Linked DNA regions of Gossypium hirsutum: region 1 is linked to region 2. Evidence: chromatin contacts called from public Hi-C data. All regions are on one chromosome and are shown on one strand. The core of a region is the stretch at or near the end of the contact, and the rest is flanking DNA. Distances in the headings are between cores, read along the strand shown.

Evidence for each region. A called contact is a pair of places that touch in the nucleus more often than the background predicts.
Region 1: a contact with region 2 is called in a Hi-C map of leaf, with 1.5 times the contacts expected there. The contact joins the promoter of LOC107930042 here to the promoter of LOC107926985 in region 2. A contact is called at or near these places in 4 of 34 Hi-C or Micro-C datasets (leaf and petal).

Annotation. Positions count from the first base shown.
Region 1 is chrD08:60,050,519-60,054,200 of Gossypium_hirsutum_v2.1, reverse strand. LOC107930042 (YTH domain-containing protein 1) reads left to right here and starts at 1,792. Exons shown (of 10, transcript XM_041098624.1): 1 at 1,792-2,139; 2 at 2,815-2,981. The coding sequence starts at 2,891.
Region 2 is chrD08:59,841,801-59,845,495 of Gossypium_hirsutum_v2.1, reverse strand. LOC107926985 (probable sugar phosphate/phosphate translocator At1g12500) reads left to right here and starts at 1,273. Exons shown (of 1, transcript XM_016857941.2): 1 at 1,273-3,040. The coding sequence starts at 1,669. The coding sequence ends at 2,739.

The DNA.
Region 1 (3,682 bases), core at 543-3,042, 210 kb before region 2:
CGATCTAAGGCCAAAGCTTTAACCCAATTGCTTCATATTCTTCTGCAGTTACTTAGGAATGGCTGTTGCAGCTTCAAACCAGAATGTTGTTGCTTTGGGGGTCACAGTAACACAAGGGGAAGGCAATTTACCCAAGCTTCTCCTCACTTCTGATAATGGCAAGTAATGTTTAAATTTTCAAATTTTGAAGAAATGACCCACTTTTTGCAAGATTTTCTTTTCTGGGTCTTTTCCAAATTTATTCAACTCCCTTGCTGGTTCAATCAATATAATGGGTCAAATTTTTTTCCTTTTTATTAATTTGGGTCTGAAAGAAATTTTATCTGTCTTTGTTTTTGGGTGTTTTAGTGAAGTTGAGATTTATCTATTTGGTGTTTCAATGGTGGAAGGTTACAGAAGAATATAGCCAAGAAGAAGAAGAAGAAGAGCAAAGACATGGTGTTTCAATGGCAAAGAATCAAACCCGCCAAATTAAGCAAAGAAGACTTTTTGTTTTTTATAGTCTCTTCTTCTTCTCCTTTGTTATTAAGGGTTTTTTTTTCAATTTCTTCTTAAATTGGGTGGGTTTCCATTGTGGACATCCAACGTGACAAGTTAACTGGCCACATCAGCAGTTAACTTGCCATATCAGTGGTCCGGTAAGACACTAACGGAAACTATTAATCGGTGACTATTTTGTCACTTTTTTATAACGTTAGTGTCTATTTTGTTATTTTTCAAAAGTTGAGTGACTAAAATGAAACCTAGGTGGTTGTTTTGTTACCTACCTCAAAGTTGAGTGACTGTTGGTGTAATTTACCCTTAATTTAATGCTAAAATGTGTAATAAGTATATTTATTCTTCATAAATTTAAAATTTAATTTTTTATTTTTATTTTGAAATTTTTAATTTTTTTGTTTGAGATATTTTTAAATTTAAATCTAGCCGTTAACATGTTAAAATTATTTTGTTAAATTTAGATTCATTGCGACTAAACTTGTCCATTAGTTAGGTGAGCTAACTTAGGTTGGACTTAGACAAAGTTTTCTATGTTGTGGGTCAACTTGACTCGAATTCAATCATTAATTTTTAAACAGTGAAACAGGCTTTTTGGTTGGGTCGGGTAGAAAAAGGGCTTGGACTTAAGAATTGGGCTGTGGCCCAAGTCATGGATAAGTCTAATTACAACATTTTTCAATTATATTACTACTAAGTATCTTTATTTAAATTTTAAAATGCAACACTAGTAAATTTAACAAAAAGAATAATAGTGTTAACAATTAAACTTGAATTTTGAAATCTGAAAAATAGCGATAGGGAGAGCAATTTTCAAGTTTAATCGAAAAATTAGTTCACTCGATTTTTTTGGTTTCAGTTTAGTCAGATGGAGCGGGTTGGTCGGTTTTGATCTTGGTTTAATCGGTTAATTCAATCGGTCATTAATTTTTAAATCCCGTAATTGAACCGATCAAACAAATAGACTTATTTTATATTATTTTTAAATTATTTAAAATATATTTATATTTTATAATACAAAATAAATATCTAACCATATAAACCCAATCTAATAACTCAATATCAGTTAATCAAAATAATCGACCGAATCAAAATTGATTTGAAATCGGTTTTCTTAACTAAAATCAATTAAATCAATTTTTGATTAAATCAATTCCAAAAAGATATCAACCGATTAAACTGTTTGCCCCAAGTGCATGGCTGAGGCCTCAGGGCAATGACAGCCCAAATATAGAACCTGGAACTGAGAAGGCCCAGTTAAAATCTAATTTGCGCTCATTGTCTGAGATTCACGAACACACGTAACATTGTCCGATCTGTCCACCTTCAGCCGAAACCAACCTAAAGCAGCTGCTGGATCGCCAATCTCAAGACCCGCAAATGGAAAAAAAATAAAGAGCTAAAGTTACCTATACTCGGCGTATAATTTGGAAGGTTCAATTCCAAGAAATGAAAATCGAAAAAAAAAAAGAAAAACAAAAAAGGGAAACAAAAGTTAGGGTTCATTTACTACAGGCAAGGCCAAGACACTAATACATAGCCAATCACTTGGGACTTCCACTTCCACTTCCACTTCAACTTCAACTTCAACTTCAACTTCAACACTCCTGTTTTGCTTTCTGTTTGGTTTTCCCTCTTAAACAGGTACTCGCTTTCACTTCTTTCTTTTCTCTTATTTTCTTTTCCGCTTTACCTCCTGCTTGGTTGCTGAGAAACAATAGTAGAACGAAAATGGGAGGAATTCCTTTACATAATTAGTGAATTGTTTTCTGAAATTTCCCTAATGTTGAATATGAACTTTACAAAATTCATTTCGCCTATGAATATAAGGAATTGGCTATAATTTATCTTAGTATTAATTCTTTTATTTATTCATGAGAATTTATTTGTTATGCGTTCGGCCCTAATGGTATACTAAAAAATTAAATGGACGAATAGAATAGAATAGACTTGTGATGCAAAATACATTTCCAAACATTCTCCTTGAAAATTCTATAAATGGGATTAACAAAAAGAAACTGTATTTACTTATTAGTTATTACTGTAACTATATCCTCCTTTTTTCTTTCTTTATTTACTCAATTGCTTTTCTGTATGATTTTTTTTTTTTGGTATTCTCCATGTCTAATTTTGCTATAAGGTAACTTGGAGTAATAGTTCATGTTTAGCCTAGAAAAGTTGTGTTTTCTTTTACTTTTAATACTTCTTTCCTTCTGCCCAAAGTCCATATCCGGTTATTGCTGCTGATGGTAGAGATTCTGGATACTGATCACTGTTTATTTTGAATTGGATTGCTAAATATATATATTTCAAATACAGTTGCGTTGTCTTGCCGCAGAGTCTGGCTTGATTTCTTTTTCATTAATCTGCATTGTGATTGGAGGTGAATAAGGATATGTCTTCTGATACTGCAAGAGAAAATGCATCTGTAGTTGATTCATCGGTGACTGAATGGAAAAATGACATGGGAAATTCAGATGATTTAGGTAAAATTATGGCGCATCTTCTTCTTGTTTAAGACATCATTATATGTTTCTACCTTTAATTGATCTGAAATTCATCTTTCCCATGTATATGTTTGCATCTTATGTTGAACATGATTTTAGTTCATTGGTTGTAGGCCTAGAATTATTTTAAGACAAGAAAAAGAAGTTTTATGATCTCCCTCTCTCTTTAACTTGCTCAGAACCTACATATCGCACTTTGGGACACATAATTTTGAAGTCCTATTATGCTATAAATAATGAGAGCAGTTATTGTTTATCAGGTTTTGAATATGTGTACGAGTTGTAGCCCCCTATATTTGCATTATTGGTTCTATCATGGCTGTATGATCATAACTATATTTTCTTGCATGTGAATCCATAAGAAGTGATCCCTTTTTTTCATTGGATTGGCTAATGGTTGTGTAAAGATAAGACGTTAAACAGGAAACAAGTAGCATAGAGATCCAGCTTTGTTGAAATCTTTTCACGTCACTTTGTGATACAGTATTTAGGAAAGTATACATTGTCAATGGAGTTATAAACTACTTAGTCTTTTTCTTCTTAATTTTTGGTGAATTGGTTCCAGTGGCCAAGTTTTGTTACAGTCCATCTAGTTTATGCTGACATCGGCATTGAATTCTCTCTCTAATATATATACATGCATATATTCACACACTATGATAAAGTGATGAAGTGAGTTA
Region 2 (3,695 bases), core at 24-2,523:
TTGGTCTAACCTCAGTTTTCAACAATGTATGAGGATCAAATTCGATGAGCTAACTTCTTGGTTTTCGTAAATTAGAGGGATGAAATTTATAATTGAACTTAACAATTAGATCCACTTTAGTACACTTATTTTTTTTGATCCAATTTGCCACTCAAACTTAATAACCGTCTATTCTGGTTTTTAAACTTGAAAATATAAAAGTTTGACGATGTGGCACAATCTTTAAGTGTCACATCTAGTGTTTTAATAATTGATTGGTTGAGATGGCCAAACAATAATTAAATAAATAATTAAAATTTTATAAAAATCTAAAAAAAATGTTAAACTGATTCAACTTGTTTAGATGTCGATTTTTGTCCTAGTTTTTTTTTTTACAAATTTTTCAAACAGTTTTTGATTCAATCGATTCAATCCCTTTGTTCAGGCTGTTATATCAATTGATTGTTGACCCAACCAATCCGACCGACAAATCTAATATTGTTCTAGTATCACTAGTCACATCATCAAATTTTGATAAAATCCAAGTTCATGAACCAAAATGGATCTAGTGACTAAGTTCAAGTACCAAAAAAGTATAAGTATCAAAGTCAATCTAGTTGTCAAGTTCAGGGGTCAAATTTTATATTATCCCTTTAAAAATTTATATCGAGAATGAATCTAGACAAACAAATTTTTAATTTCATTATGGATATGAAATTTCAAATATTTTTTTATTTTTATTTCTATTTATAATATTTGTCCAAGTTTATTTTGAACTTGAAATTTAAAATATAATATTTTTAAATTTTATAAATTTTTTATTTTTGCTCACGTGGTGATATCATGTCAACAATTGTTACTAACATAGACCACCACCTTAGCATCATGGCTAGCTCAATGATCGTTAACAGTCATGTAAGGAAACTAATGGCCGATGACGGAAATAATTGGTCAAGAGGCCTAATTGATGAAAAATTTAATGTTTAAGGATTCAGTTGAGTACGTTTTTTCAGTGACTTAATTAATTATTTTTTAAATTAAGGAATTGTAGAACCCTTTAACCTTTATTTTTTGTATTCCCCATCTCAATAAAATTGTTACATATTGAATTCTACTGGTAAGATTTTTTCAAATTTTGGCATTTTATTTTTAAAAATTAATTATGGATAAAAACTGAAAAAAAATAAATTATGAGTAAAATAATTTTAAAATATATTTTTATTAAATTTAATTAATTAAAAAAATTAGATGGGATGGAAGAAGTGTTATATAAAAAGAAAAAAAAACGGGAGCCGGTAATAAGTTTGAAGTAAAGATAAAAAATAATAAAATATGAGAAATGTGGTCAGATTCAGACAAGAGTCTTGCAAGCGAATCCATCATCAGCACTCTCCAACCTGCTTTCACGAGGATATCTAATCTAAACTAATATTACTTTTATGTTTTTATTTTATTCCCCCCATTACCCTTCCTTCCCATCCAACGCTTCCTATTTCTCCATTTTCTCAAATCTAATTATTCACCGTCCGATCAGATCACCTCAACGAACATATCTTCCTCAACATTCCCTTCCCTCCTTCAGATCTAACCAGCTAAGTAACACAGAGGGAAAGAAAAAATCATTCTTTTCTCATTTTTGAGACTTTGGCTCAAAGCTACCATCTTTACTGTCACTCCCGAAGGACTCAAATGGTAGAGGCGCAAACATGGACTACAAGGAGGATGAGCAACCCAAGATTGGAATCAACCGCCACTGCCGACCACCAACTTTTGGACATCCCGGCTACCCCAACAGCTGAGGTGAGAAACGGCATCTACAGCGTTGGATCACATCTCTCTCCTAATCTCTTAACGGCACTGATCATTGCTTCATGGTTCATGTCCAACATTGGGGTCCTTTTACTCAACAAGTATCTCCTCAGCTTTTATGGCTACCGTTATCCAATCTTTCTCACCATGCTCCACATGATCTCATGTGCTTGTTACAGTTACGTAGCCATAAACTTTCTTGAAATAGTTCCAAGGCAACATATTTTGTCGAGGAAGCAGTTTTTCAAAATATTTGCTTTGAGTGCCATTTTTTGTTTCTCCGTCGTGTGTGGGAACACTTCTTTAAGGTACATTCCAGTGTCGTTTAACCAAGCTATTGGCGCCACGACCCCTTTTTTCACTGCAATTTTCGCTTTCTTAATCACTTGCAAGAAGGAATCTGCTGAGGTTTATTGTGCACTTTTGCCTGTGGTTTTTGGGATTGTGTTGGCTAGTAACAGTGAGCCTTTGTTTAACCTGTTTGGGTTCTTGGTTTGTGTTGGTTCTACTGCTGGTCGTGCTTTAAAGTCTGTAGTTCAAGGGATCTTGTTAACTAGTGAAGCTGAGAAGCTACATTCCATGAACTTGCTGCTGTATATGGCTCCTATGGCAGCAATGATTTTGTTACCGTTTACTCTATATATTGAAGGAAATGTTGCAAGAATCACACTTGAGAAAGCCAAGACTGATTCTTTCATTGTTTTCTTGTTGGTTGGGAATGCTACGGTGGCTTATTTGGTGAACTTAACAAATTTTTTGGTTACCAAACATACGAGTGCCCTTACTTTGCAGGTTTTGGGCAATGCCAAAGCCGCGTTAGCAGCGATCGTGTCGGTTATGATCTTCAAGAATCCGGTGACCGTGATGGGGATGGCTGGATTCGCTGTTACAATAATGGGAGTTGTGCTTTACAGCGAAGCAAAGAAAAGATCTAAGGTCACTACACACTGACAATAAGGTCACAAACATGGGTGCGACTCCTTTTTTATTCTTCATTATAATTTCTTGCTTTTGATTAGATTTAATGGAAGGAAAAAATGAAATTTGTGATTGGAATTGTATAGGAAGAATTGAGAAATAAAAAGGGAAAAAAGGGTTAGATGCTCTTTTTTTTCTTTTGTTATTGGGGGTGGTTTAAGAGAATAAAATTCTCTTTTTCACTTTTTCCCCTGTTTGTAATCTTATAGTATGCTTTTGCTACGTTGATATGGACAGATAAAATTAAAAAAAAAAAAAAACCTCTATTCAAACATTTGTTATATTTGGGAGAAAAAGTTCTCCTACTTCTTTATGTTGGATTATTATTGACTTCAATCTTCTGTTCATGCCATACTCATTTGCTTAGCAGCTTAAATCTATGCATGATTCACATTCTTCAGCCTTATATCTGAGTTTGTATGAACTTTCATCTTTGTAGATTGTGATTTATAATCTGTGTTTCTCCATCCAATGATAATTGATCAATTCTTCACATTTATTTCTTACCAAGGTGGTCATTTTCTGTATGAAATATATCATCTTGAAAAAGCAAAGGGGTTAACTTCAATTCATTGATAGGGACAATGGTTCAGCCCCTAATTGTTAATTGACCAATGATGCTTGTTACTCCTATAAAATAAAAAAGCTGATGAACTTTAGAATCTTTTTAAGGACCATTGCATTGCAGAGTTAAAAGCTGGTCAGATTCCATATTTCAATTCCAGGAAACTAACTGCGCCAGATGTTGAAATACCAAGTTTTGTATGTCTAAAAGTTGGCAATGTAACATATTGTTGATTAGAGAATTTTAGCTTTTATTTCATCACTATGACGAATGATTTTCAACGGCAAAACAATGTCGATCCATCATGGATTCTTGTCTTGCTAGGAAATTACGTGGAAATGGAACTGTTAATGTATGAACGGTT